4 separate regions of the Mus musculus genome follow, and all the other regions are linked to region 4. A link is a contact called in public Hi-C, HiChIP or PLAC-seq and promoter capture Hi-C data. All regions are on one chromosome and are shown on one strand. Each heading gives the region's core, a stretch centred on a gene start, on an enhancer-like site or on the middle of the called end of the contact. The rest is flanking DNA. Distances are from core to core; before and after follow the strand shown.

Region 1 (3,058 bases), core at 437-2,936, 160 kb after region 4:
AAAGCCTCATTATCATGCCCGGGCCAGGCAGTGTCTTTGCAAAAAACTTTACTGCATATGTACACATTGGTTGTTTGTCCAAACTTATGCGTGGTGGCCAGCAGTAGCCAACTGCCACTCTGCAACTGCCACTCTGTAACTGCCACTCTGTAACTGCCACTCTGCAACGGCTTCCCACATCTCACCATTAGGGTTTGTTTGTATCTTAAATCTCCACCATTAAAATGGTTGAAAAATACAAGGCCAGCTTGGTGATAAAGGCACTTCCTGCCAAGCCTGACAACTTGAGTTAGGTTTCTGCTATGTGGTAGGGACAACCAGCTCCCTGGAGCTGGAGAGATGCGTCAGAGGTTAGGAGGCTACTCTTTCAGAGGAACCAAATTCAGTATCCTTTCCGCACATTGCTGTTCACCACCCTCTGAACTCCAATTCCAGGGGTCCAGTGCCCTCTTCTGGCTTCCTCGGGCACTGCACATACACAGTGCACAGATGCAGACAAAATACATAGAAGAACCAACTTCCAAAAGTTGTCCATGAATCTCCCCATGTGTATGTTGGCACACAGATGACAGCACTTTACCTGTGCTGGGACTGCAAATACAGAGGCAATCAATTTTATAAGTCTTTGTGCTCAAAATTGTTTTTAGAAAAATAGCTGCCAGGCCATGGGACAGAAGAAGCCAGCAGCCCCGGCACTCAGGAAGGACAGGGGTTCAAAGCAGAGGCTGGCTTTGCTGCAATGAGACTCCCATCTCCAAAACAGGAGAGTGGAGTAGGGGAAGAGCTGTTTGCATGTCAGAAGCCACTGTTCTTGAGGCTTTGACTGACGCAGTAGCTGCTTGCCTCTGTCAGTCACAAGCGTCAGCACGCCACTGAGACCAGGTCGGGGCTTTCCTAGGAAGGCTTTGGCAAGGAATGGGCAAGAAAAGTATCCCGAGGGGGGAGGCAGGAGGTCCAGGAAGAAACAAGGTTGTGTCCCGCAATCATGCATGCCCACCCCGGGGACACACTGTTCCTCTCCAGCACCAGTGCTTACTTCCCCAAGGACTCGACATCTCCTCAGGGCAGTCCTTCAGCCACAATGACCCCTCCTCTCTTTCAAAATTGATTCAGAAATCCCTATGACAGAGATTGGTCCAGCCCAGGACTATAAGGAAAATTGATATTAACCTTGAAGAAATTACTTAGGGGATGTCACCTTGTTTGAGGAGAGGAGAAATCACTCTGGGAGTTAGTTGTTGGTTTTGTGAGATGGGTCTTATTTCTTGTTCTGTAGCTCAGGCTAGCTGAGAGCTCACCTGCACTGTGCTCCAGGTCCCCAGCTTTCACCCATGAGCTGTCTCTCATGTTGGGGTGGACTTTGATGATGCAGCTGTCTTTCAGTCATTTCTGCTCTTGTTAAGTTATCCCTTACCCATATCTCCTTAGGTAATCCCAGAATAAAATTCTTTGATTCACCAACCTGGACTTTGGTAGTGGTATAGTAGGCTCCTTATTTGGGTGAGTATGTTGTGTATCTCCCAGGAAAAGTCTGTCACACTATACCCAGTCCTCTTTATGTAATTGGATGCCATGTTTGTGAGAGATGAGTCTCACTTCTCATTCTGTATCTCAGGCTAGCCGAGGACAGCTCATAGCATCCCCTTGCCTATTTCTCCCAAGTGTATGACTGTATCATGAGAGTGCCTGGTGCCCACAAAGGTCAAAAGAGGATGTTGGATCTTCTGAAACTGGGATATGGGTGGTTGAACCCAGATCCTCTGCAAGAGCAACAACTGATCTTAACTGCTGAGCCATCTCTCTAGCGCCAACACCCAGTCCTTAAAAAAAAAAATAGTTGGTGGGTTGGAGAGATGGCGCAGAGCCTAAGAGCACTGGCTGTCCTTTCAGAGGTACCGAGTTCAAGTCTCAGCAACCATGTGGTGGCTTGTAACTATAATGAGATCTGGTGCCCTCTTCTGGCCTGCAGGCCTACACACAGGCAGAACACTGTATAGATAATAGGTAATAAAATCTTTTTTTAAAAATTAATATTTAGAAAAAAATTAGCATGGTGACACACACCTTTAATTCCAGTACTCAGGAGGCAGAAGCAGAAGCAGGAGGATTTCTATGAGTTGGAGGTCAGCCTATTCTGCATAGAGAGTCCCAGGACAGCCAGGGCTATATAATGAGAACATAATCTATAAATTAATTAATTAATAGAAAATAAAATAAGAACAAAAGGAGGTGGGATTTTCCCCAGCTGTAACCTCAGGATTCAGAAAGCCAAGGTGAGAGGATCACTGTGAGTTACAGACCAGCCTGGAATATAGAATATAGAGCAAGACTGCTGAAGTGGAAACTTAAGGGTTCTTTGGAAAGTCAGTTGTTTTGTGTCACGGCACTCTGGTGGAGTCAGCTTGACAAAGCGAAAGCTGGGAAGCTGGTTCATGAAGCAAAGAGTTTCAAGGAAACCCCCTTCCCGGGGTCTGGCATTTTCTCCCTAATCTATATAAACCATAAAATTAATTTTTCCATTCCCGCATTAGTCTAGTGTATGGATCCACGTGCTCTTTATTTAGTATTACCTTATTGTAAATGCCTTTTAAGATTGTATCCTGAATTAGCTAAAGCCTTTCCCAGTGTTCCAAAATTCCAGTTAGCAGCAAGGAGTTTAACCTATTCAGTAACTAATTAAGCACTACAATAAAATCATAGCCATTAACTCAGTTGTCTATAGTAAGAGACTAAAATTCTCACTAAGATAAAAATTTCATTACAAACTACATTCCATACCAAGAGTAAGTTAATACACTATCCTAGTAATGAGGATCCTTCAGACAAGATAATTAAACAAGGCCTAGAGAATTTCGGGGTCAGTGACACTACATTATTCTTGAGGCGTGTCAAGAGTTAACAACCCTGGTGCTATTAACACTAAGTGTAAAACTCTTGCCTGGCAGAAGGTGCTAATCTCTAGTGTAAACATTTATCTGGTCCCTACAAATTCCCTTTGACATCACTCCCCTTGCATCTGTGCTAATCTCTAGTGTTAAACATTCATCTGGTTCCTTTT
Region 2 (3,029 bases), core at 216-2,715, 140 kb after region 4:
CCACATTGTAGCCTTTACTAGCTTGGAAGTCAAAAGAGACCCTCTCTGTCTGTCTTGTCTAAAGCTGGTCACAAACAGATACACACCTGCCTCTGGAGTGCTGGAATTAAAGGCATAAGCTATCTGCTTTTTAAAAAGGTGTATTTATTCATATGTATGTTTTTGCTTATGTGTATATATGTGCACCATTTGTATTCCTGATGCCTGCAAATGGTCAGAAGAGGGTTGTGGATCCCCTGAAACTGGATGGTTGTGGGCCACTGTGTGGGTGCTAGCGACTGAATCCAGAAGCAAGAAGTGTTTTTTGTTTTTTTTTAAAGATTTATTTTGTTAATATATGTAAGTACACTGTAGCTGTCCTCAGACACTCCAGAAGAGGGAATCAGATCCTGTTGCGGATGGTTGTGAGCCACCATGTGGTTGCTGGGATTTGAACTCTGGACCTTCGGAAGAGCAGTCGGGTGCTCTTACCCACTGAGCCATCTCACCAGCCCCCGCAAGGAGTGTTTTTAACTACTGATAATCTCTCCTGAGCTCTGCTTTTAAGACAGGGTTTCATGTAACCCAATGTCGAATTTAGCTGGTATCCAAGGTGGCCCTTGTACTGCTTGGCACAGACACCTTCCAAATGCTTGGTTTATATGGATGTGCTTGCATCCTATCTGACTTGTATTTGTCTTAATAATTTTAAAATTTAAAATTCTAACTAGAGGGCTGGTGAGATGGCTCAGTGGTTAAGAGCGCCACCTGCTCTTCCGAAGGTCCCGAGTTCAAATCCCAGCAACCACATGGTGGCTCACAACCATCCGTAACGAAATCTGATGCCCTCTTCTGGAGTATCTGAGGACAGCTACAGTGTACTTATATATAATAAATAAATAAATCTTTAAAAAAAAAATTCTAACTAGAATAACTGGATACCGCGATCATCTGGTTTTGGTTTCAAGAGCTTTTGATGTAACAGCGTTTTTGGAAAATGAAGCGCTGCTTTGTAGCAAGTACCATACCTACCCTAATGTAATTCTGTATTTTGGAAAGATTGAGGGGGTGTGGGTTTGTTGTGCTGTACATCTGGTGACAGATATTTTCCCTCTACCAGCAGCAAATAGCCCTAAGTTAATCACTTTAAAAGTATCTGTTCGTGGCTGGAGAGATGGCTTAGGTGTTAAGAGCACTGCTCTTCCAAAGGTCCTGAGTTCAAATTCCAGCAACCACATGGTAGCTCACAACCATCTTAACAAGATCTGACATCCACTTCTGGAGTGTCTGAAGACAGCTACAGTGTACTTACATATAATAAATTAATAAATCTTTAAAAGTATCTGTTCGATTAATATAACATCCATTTTTGTAAGTGCAAGCCTTGAGATTCGTATGTGACCAGAGGGCTTAGCGAGTTAGAGTTAGGCGCGGGGCGGAGCAGAGTATCTGTCAGCTGTGGGGGCGGGGCTCAGGGTCATGCCCCGCCCACCGGCGCCATCTTCCAGGACCCGGGCGGGGCCCTGGGCTGTGGGGCGCAGCTGGGAAAGGAACGCGGGTTACCACCCGGCCTCAAAGCTGGTTTCAGAGGTACAGGCTCAGGTGAACAGGGCGGGGGGGTGACGGTGGCGGGAAAGGTGGTGAAGTGGGGGAGCCACGGCCACCGTGAAAGAACGTGACAGTGTCAGGCAGCGCTCTGCACTCATCCGGCTCCTTCCTACTGGCACGCTGCCTCAATCTGAAGTTTTAAGTTCTTTTTAGTTTTCTGGAAAAAGTAAGTTTGGACATCTATGATCTGTTTTAGGACTGAGACTGATTGTGAAGGGCGAGGATGTAGGGCTTCTTAGCGTTCTGCAATGAGCAGAGTAGGCCATGGTGTTTGGGGACGGAAGAAGGAGGCTCTCACTGTGGCCCACTGTTTCCATCCTGGATTGAATGTTCTGTGCCTTCTCCTCTAGGAGGCCTTTCCCAGGGGCCCAGGACTGCCCCGGAGGACAATGGAGTCCGGAGCTCGCCCCATTGGTAGCAGCTGTAGCAGCCCTGCAGCACTCTCCCGGGAATACAAACTAGTGATGCTGGGTGCCGGTGGAGTTGGGAAGAGTGGTAGGTAACCATTTCTGTTTGCCACACAACGTTTGAAAAGCAACCCAGATGGGTTACTGGCTCTTGTGCAAAATTGATAGCTAAAATACTTCCTGGTCACAGTGTCCTGAGTTGCATCTCTTGTTTTGAAGCCATGACAATGCAGTTCATCAGCCACCGATTCCCAGAAGACCATGACCCCACCATTGGTAAGTCAGCTCCTTGTTTATATTTCCAGATACAGCCTGGGAAAGTATCTCAATAGAGTTAGAGCTTAAAAAGTAATATTTATATCCTAAGCTTGTTTGTGTATGTAATTCATACTTACTTAGAGACCAGAATAAACATTTGAGTATTTATTTTAGACTTCATATGCACATTTATGCTATCTTTAGTCTTCAGATTACATTGGTAGACAAACTGTCTTTTTTATTTAAGGACATATAATGTATTGTTAGATTAAAGGAAAAGTTTAACGACCACTCAATGAAACCTTTTCTTGCTGTCACTGTTCAGGGTCTGACATGAGACTAACCCTGAAGGATGAGTCAGCTGGTTTGAACTTCCACAAAAGGAAGCAGAAAAACAAGTAGAGCCAGCCTGCTGAACTCTTAGAACCAATCTTCCACTTAGAGCTCTTCCTTTATTTCCTTATCCTTGCAGCTCATTATATAGTACTGTCTTCTCCTGTGTCTTTGTCATCTTTGGCTGTCATAGGTTGGTGGAATGCTAGTGGGGTAAATCTGTCTCCCTGACACCCCCACCTGGGGATGGAACCTGAGACTCTAGCCGAGCATACCATGCAAGGGCTCTGCCACATCCCCAGCCTTGTTTTCTCTTGTTTTAAGTTGTGTTATTGTCTTCCTTGATAACAGGTCAAAGCCTAAGCTAGCCTTGAACTCGTAACACTCCTTCTGCTTAGTCTGAGAGTAGAGGCATGAACCCCATGCCCAGTTCTGTAGTTCGTG
Region 3 (3,249 bases), core at 532-3,031, 190 kb after region 4:
AACTCAAGACTTAAAGGATAGAGACAGAGAGCAAAGCTGAAGAAATACATAAGATCCAGCCTTGGGGTCAAATGGGAACAAGGGCTGAGGGGTGTGAAGATCCATTGTCTGGATGCTTTCGCTGAGATCTGATGGCTTGTTATGTGGAGAACATTGGGTTCCGTTCAGTTACATATGCCTCTTACTTGGGAGTGAGAAAGCCATTTTTATTTTATTTTTTTAAAGATGGCTTGTGTCTCTACCCTAAATTTTGGAACCTAATGTTCACACCTGGATTGTCTGAGGGATATACTCTCTTAAGGAATATGAAGGTTCTAGGTTCGCTCTGCAACAACTCTTACTTGATTCCTCCAATCGAAGGACAATTTTATTTTACTTATTTATGTGGTGTGGAGCACAGCATGAGAAGTTTGCGCTCCTGGATCGTTATGGAGGAGTTCCCCAAGAGGAAACGACTTGGCCAAGCCTCTCTTGCTTTCTTTCCCACCTATTTACCACAGCACTTTCTGCCCCAGGGAGTGTAAAAGTGCTCTGAGAACCCAGAGGGCTAGGTCGCAGACCAGCCACTCCGAGATGACGTAATGCTTTCTGTGGTACACAAAGCAGCCTCCCCCGGGCTGGGCCTCTCCAGCCCCTCCCCCAGGCCAGGATTGCCTCCCTGGCCAGCACCAGCGCGGGTGAGTACCCCTATTTGAAAAGCCAGACCGGGAAAACAGGGAACAAAGGCCCCGGAAGGGGCGCCTAGGCACTGCCAGGAGGTTCAGAAATAGACATCACGTCATCTCTCCGCCCGGCGGCGCCAAGCGCCATTTGGTAACACCGCGAAGGACTACACCATTACGGTGCAGAATGAAGCATGCAGGGCTAGCATTTTACCCCAGCCCTAGCAACCCTCTGACCGGCTTAAGGAGTGGCTTCATTTGTGCTCCCCACCCCCGCACCCTGCTTTCCCTGGAGGCCTCCGCCTCCCTTGGCTTCCAGCCATACAGCCCATAGTCTCCACGCTGCCATCTTGATGTCCCATCCCCCTTGCCACTTTCCTCTTCTGCAGCCCTCAGAAGTAGGAGGGGGAGGAAGGGGCACCGCCCTGCGTGCCCCTAGGGGGAGGGCTCGGCCTACCTCACCTCTCTTCCTCCAGAAAGAGGGGTGGGGGGGGGTTGTTCACATCCTCCGCAAGCTTGCCATTTCTCACCTCCAGACGTGCTGACAGTGCACCATCAAGGGTTTACCATCAAGGTTTTAGCATCCTGGACCTACCTATCCTCGGTGGCACTCTGCCCTTGCCAGAGCCTGCATCCCACAGCTGAAATTCAGAGGTTCTCCACAGCCTTCTACTCATGACCTCAGGCCCTATTCTGGCTGGGCTGGCAATGAGAGGGTCCCATTTGGACTTCACTCCCCGCCCATTCCTCAGCTATCTGGCATTGCAACGGCACTGATCGCCCCCAAATTAGTTTGTCAGGCTCTACTTACCAAAGCTGGGGCGTATATTTGTGATCTCAGCCATGTTGTAATCAGAGGCTGTTGATAGAAACACTTTTGCAGAGGTCAGACAACTTTGGGAATCTCGGTCAGTACCGAGGCCGCGGCTGTAGACCTCCAGATCAGGGGAGGGGAAGGTGCATGGCCGATTGCCCCTGCAGTACGATCCCTGGTTGCTAGCTGCGCTTTCCTCTTAGATGCTCCAGGGATGCTCTGAGCTAAGGATGCAGGTGCAGTCAGACTGGTCCTGATGAGAGATAGGCTCCGCCTCTTCCCGAACGGCCCTCGGCAGAAGACTCCGCCTCTGCCCGAAAGATTCCGGAAGCTCTTCGAGAGAAGACCCCGCCCACTGCCGAGTTTTTCCGAGGATGAGTCTCCGCCCATTCACAGGCTGTGGGCGTTTGTGGCTAAATTTCAAAGCCCATTAAGAAGTGTAGGTGTTTAGCTAGCTCAGTCGCACATCCTTGTGACTATAGCACTCAAGTGGGTGAGGAAGGAGAGTCAAGGACAGTCTTGGATAGGTCTCCAAATACAGAAGGGCAGGAAGATAGTCGCTTTAGCGTCTTCTGAAGCTGTAATTCTAGTTGCCTGAGTTTATATAGCTAGAAGCTGAACCTTCTGGGTCCGAGGAGTTGAGAAAAGCAAAATTCTATACTGTTTCAGTATTGATGGCTATTATTTTAGCGCACTCCTGAAACAGTAAAGGCATTTATGGAAACTGACTAAAGATTGAAACCTGGGTAGAAGCAGAAGGATCAAGAGTTTCAGGCCAGTCTGACGTGTATAACAAGAACCTATCTCAGAAAAGCAGAGACAATAATAAAGACTTAAAGTCGGCTGGGCAGTAGTGGTGCATGCTTTTAAACCCAGTACTCTGGAGTATAAAACACCAGAAAATATGCAAAATAATAATAATAATAATAATGATAATAATAATGAGTCGCTTCACCCTGCTGCACATGCTCGGGTGGCTCTGACTTTAGATTGAGGACATGGGAACATGTGGCCGAGGTGGGGGCTCTTTCTCGGAACCTGGCTTTTCTCCGCAGTTGGAGATTCCTTTGTCTCTGCTAATGGCCTGTCACCTTTCTTTTCCTTTGTAGGGTTTGGGTTTTGATTCCAAGATCAGGCCAGCTGTGACCAAAAGAGTGCTTTTGGTTTCTTAATGCGCCCCCCCCCCCATAAGAGAAGAGAAGTTGTGATTTTTTAAAAAGACAGTCTCTCTCAACCAGGCTGCTCTGCAACTCATTTGTGTAGCCTATACTGGACTGGAAATCTCCTATTGATAGGATTACAATCTCCTATTGAGCCACCACTGCCTGTCAAGAGTAATTTTAATTACATTTATTGACAGGGTCTTGGGTAATACAGACTGACCTTGAACTTACTGTGTAGTCCAGGCTGGTCTTGAACTCCTTTCAACACCTGCCAAATGCTAGTGTTACAGTCATAGACCACCCTGCCTAAAAAGTGTATTTTTTAAGTTAGAGAAACTACTAGAAAAGATGAATGAATTGATTTTTAAAGTTTCCTGATTATTTTTCCTAAGCATAATTTGTATCATCACTGAAACTCAAAACTTTTTATTTTTGAAATTATTATACTCAATTGGGAAACTGCTTTTATACTACTTGCAAGGAAAAGACCACTGCATTTTTAGTTAACCTGGTATTTGGAGGCTAAAGAGAGATAACTGGAAATTAAAGGTTATACTACAAAAGACATGATGATTTTAAACAGGAAGGTATTCGTGGTACAGTGTACCAT
Region 4 (3,249 bases), core at 694-3,193:
GTTTTACTGCTGTGACCAGACACGATGACCAAGGCAAGTCTTATAAAAAAACAACATTTAATTGGGGCTGGCTTACAGGTTCAGAGGTTCAGTCCATTATCATCAAGGTGGGAGCATGGCAGTATCCAGGCAGGCCTGGCACAGGAGGAGCTGAGAGTTCTATGTCTTCATCCAAAGGCTTCGAGTGGAAGACTGACTTCCAGGGAACTAGGGTGAGGATCTTATACCCACACCCACAGTGACACACCCATTCCAACCAGGTCATACCTATTCCAACAAGGCCACACCTTCAGATGGTGCCACTCCCTGGTCCAAGGATATACAAACCATCACAGTTTGGTTTTTGTTTTTTTGAGAGACAGGGCTTCACCCTGTATTCTTGACCAAGAGACCGAGCTCAAAAGAGCGAACACGTGGAAGCAGGAAGTGCAATTGGATTTTTTCCTAGCTCAGGTGATAGCTGTCTTTTCTGACCTCCTCGAGCACTGGGCATACACATGGTGCACATATGTACATGCAGGCAAAACACTCAAACACATAATAATAAAGTATTCTAAAAAAAAAGTAAATAGTTGTAAGAAGTCAATCAAGCCAGGCAGCCATGGCGCACACCTTTAATCCCAGCACCAGAAGGCAGAAGCAAGTGGATCTCAGAGTTCAAGACCAGCCTGATCTACATAGAGTTCAGGTATATAAAGAACCCCCTCCCCACAAAAAATGGGGGGTAGGTCAATCAAAGGGTTAGGCATTGTTAGCATTTTGTTTAAGCTCCACCCCACAGTTACCTGGCAACAGCCAGGTGTGCCTGACTCACTATAAAAGGGGCTGCTTGCCCCTCCTCTCTCTCTCTCTTTCTCTCTCTCTCTGTCTCTGTCTCTCTCTTTCTCTCTCTCTCTCTCCACTCTTTCTTTCCATGAGCTGATGGCCAGCCTCTACTTCTCCCTCTCTCTCTCTCTCTCCTAACTCTCAGCTCCTCTTCCCATGCCCTGAATAAACTATTCTATACTATACTGTCCTGTGGCTAGTCCCTGGGGGTGGGGGGAAGGGATGCCTCAGCATGAGCCCGCGGTGGCATTCCCTAACCCCACACCTTACCACACATCCACCAAACACATTTCCTCTCCTTATCTTTTTATAAACACAACAGGCATGGTGACACATGCCTTTAATCCTAGTTTCACTTAGACAATAGAAGCCAAGGGATCTCTTGTGAGTTCTAGGCCAGTCTCAAAAAAAGAAGAAAAAAAAGAAGCATAGGGTGTCTGTCCCAGGAGAGCCAGGCGCAGTGGGAGAAGGTTCTCTCATCACCCCACCAGCATCTATAGTAGTGCCAGAGCACAGAGCAGGTGCAGAGTAAACCCATCCTGGATGTAAGAGTGCTACAGAAGGGATGTGGAAGAACTCTCCTGCACATGTGCTATAAGCATGTTTACATGTTCATGTGTTTATGCACATGTGTGTGTGCACATGTAGAGTTCAGAGGAGAACTTGTCGGTGCCCTATTAAATGGGTCCAAGGATTCAAACTCAGGTGGGCAGGCATGGTGGCAAGTGCCTTTACCTGCCGAGGGGTCTCTCTGGCCCTGTTTACTAGTTGTCTGAAGTCTCTATAAAGTGCTAATTACATAAGGCAGTGACTAGCAGCTTGGAAATCTAAGAATTCAAGGAAAGGCTATATCAGCTACTTCAGCCTTAAAACAAAGTCGGCGACTCTTTGAACTTTGAAATTGTGCCTATGCAGCTTATTTCGTTTTAGTTTAAACAGAGGGGTTTTCCATGGGGTAAGCATTAATGAGAAGAAATTGGAGGACACACAGGAAAGAGTCAAGGACTCTAGGTAACTCAACTCCTTTGGGGTATCAGCCGCCATAAAGGGGAAGGTGGGGCTTGTTTCAGAACTACAACATCCATAAGGCACAGGAAGGGACATCAGGGTTTCCGGTCAGATCCGTTTCCGGTCTTTCGGAGGCTGACGTTGTTTTCCGGTTGTCTGTGGCCCAGGGAGGCGTTTGGGGTGCTCACGGTGAGTCTGGGAGACGCAAGAGCGCTGGGGTCCCCGCTGACCCCGCCTGGCCGGCAGCGCGGTACACACTGCTGTGGCTTGGGCTCGCGGCTGCGGACCTGGCGGCGGGGCTGGAGTGTGGCGCCGCACAGGCTGCCTGGCTGGCAGTGTTTCCCATGCTTGGGTCGATTGCTCACTTTGCTTTTTTCCAAAGATGAGGCTGCTGGCGGTTGTGGTGTTGGCTCTGTTAGCCGTCAGTCAAGCAGAAGAAGGAGCCAGGCTTTTGGCCTCCAAATCATTGCTCAACAGATACGCTGTGGAAGGGAGGGACCTGACCCTGCAGTATAACATCTACAACGTCGGCTCCAGGTAACGGCCTAGAGTTCGCCAGCTTCCTTCTGAATTCCGAGTTTCCACGTGGGCATAGAGAACGTTTTGTTGGGGAGTGAATTCTCTTTTGGAGTCCTCCAGTATCGAGTGCAGTGTGTGAGTGAGTGAATGAATGAATGAATGAATATACTAGAGGGCTTACCTTTGTCGGGTGCTTTTTGAAGGTGAAGACATCCTTAGGTGAATTACAAGAAACCACTTTGGGGTCTCAGAAGGCTTTCAAAGGCAGGGATAAATTCAGCTTGTGAAAAAGGAAATGCAGACACAGAGTGTACATCTGTCCTCTTACCTCGGGTGCGGACTCCCAGCTTTCTTCTTTCACTTACAATCACTTTTTTTGTTGTTTGTTGTTTTTCAAGGCCGAGTTTCTTAACTGGCTGTCGAAGAGTCCACTCTTAGACCAGGCTGGCCTCAAACTCACAGACATCTGTCTGTCTCTCACACTGCTTCCCGAGTGCTGGGATTAAAGGCATGGGCCACCACTGCTGGCTCCTATGAGCACTTTTTTGTTGTTCTTTCCTTTTATATATTTTTCCATTTATATCTTACTTCCCCTGTCTAGAATTAGAGCAAGATTACCTTTGGCAATTCACTTCTGAGCAACAGAATCCAGGCCTTGATCTGGATTCTTCAAAACAGGCCCAACTTACTATGGGGGTTTCTTTTGACCAGCAGGTGGATTTTCCAGTCAGTTCCCTTAGTTTTATGTCCCTCACTCTTATTTACTATATGTAAGTACACTATAGCTGTCTTCAGACACTCCAGAAGAGGGCATCAGATTTCATTACAGATGGTTGTGAGCTACCATGTGGTTGCTGGGATTTGAACTCAGGACCTTCGGCAGAGCAGTCGGAGCTC

What was found. Promoter capture Hi-C pulls out the DNA fragments that hold promoters and counts their contacts. Hi-C and Micro-C count contacts between places; a contact is called where the count stands out from the background. HiChIP or PLAC-seq counts read pairs in DNA pulled down with a chosen protein or histone mark.
Region 1: a Hi-C map of bone marrow-derived macrophages shows a contact between it and region 4, with 23 read pairs. The contact joins the enhancer-like site here to the promoter of Ssr2 in region 4. A contact is called at or near these places in 11 of 39 promoter capture datasets (the 3T3-L1 cell line, 3T3-L1-derived adipocytes, the HPC-7 cell line and 7 more), 1 of 15 datasets of contacts at CTCF or cohesin (pro-B cells), 53 of 484 Hi-C or Micro-C datasets (B cells, the Ba/F3 cell line, the C2C12 cell line and 34 more), 11 of 115 datasets of contacts at active chromatin or transcription factors (the HPC-7 cell line, bone marrow-derived macrophages, embryonic stem cells and 7 more) and 5 of 9 other capture datasets (adipose tissue, embryonic stem cells, liver and 2 more).
Region 2: a promoter capture Hi-C map of hippocampal neurons shows a contact between it and region 4, with 4 times the contacts expected there. The contact joins the promoter of Rit1 here to the promoter of Ssr2 in region 4. A contact is called at or near these places in 15 of 39 promoter capture datasets (the 3T3-L1 cell line, 3T3-L1-derived adipocytes, the C10 cell line and 10 more), 5 of 484 Hi-C or Micro-C datasets (B cells, the P5424 cell line, Th2 cells and 2 more), 8 of 115 datasets of contacts at active chromatin or transcription factors (the SCID.adh cell line, effector CD8 T cells, embryonic stem cells and 3 more) and 5 of 9 other capture datasets (adipose tissue, embryonic stem cells, liver and 2 more).
Region 3: a contact with region 4 is called in an H3K27ac HiChIP or PLAC-seq map of microglia, with 6 times the contacts expected there. The contact joins the promoter of Syt11 here to the promoter of Ssr2 in region 4. A contact is called at or near these places in 2 of 39 promoter capture datasets (hippocampal neurons and stem cell-derived epiblast-like cells), 1 of 484 Hi-C or Micro-C datasets (bone marrow-derived macrophages), 4 of 115 datasets of contacts at active chromatin or transcription factors (embryonic stem cells and microglia) and 2 of 9 other capture datasets (adipose tissue and liver).

Annotation. Positions count from the first base shown.
Region 1 is chr3:88,738,400-88,741,457 of GRCm38.p6, forward strand. No RefSeq gene overlaps it. Among named protein-coding and RNA genes, the nearest start is that of Rit1, 23 kb to the left of the region's middle. Within about 2 kb of position 1,687, at least 9 of the 459 cell types and tissues checked have an H3K27ac peak or open chromatin away from gene starts, as enhancers often do. A contact at or near this core is called in bone marrow-derived macrophages, where this site is marked.
Region 2 is chr3:88,715,389-88,718,417 of GRCm38.p6, forward strand. Rit1 (Ras-like without CAAX 1) reads left to right here and starts at 1,466. Exons shown (of 6, transcript NM_009069.4): 1 at 1,466-1,569; 2 at 1,938-2,082; 3 at 2,214-2,270. The coding sequence starts at 1,977.
Region 3 is chr3:88,770,818-88,774,066 of GRCm38.p6, forward strand. Syt11 (synaptotagmin XI) reads right to left here and starts at 1,782. Exons shown (of 4, transcript NM_018804.3): 1 at 1,474-1,782. The coding sequence starts at 1,507.
Region 4 is chr3:88,577,665-88,580,913 of GRCm38.p6, forward strand. It overlaps Ssr2 (signal sequence receptor, beta), which reads left to right and starts at 1,944. Exons shown (of 6, transcript NM_001356317.1): 1 at 1,944-2,022; 2 at 2,216-2,370. The coding sequence starts at 2,216.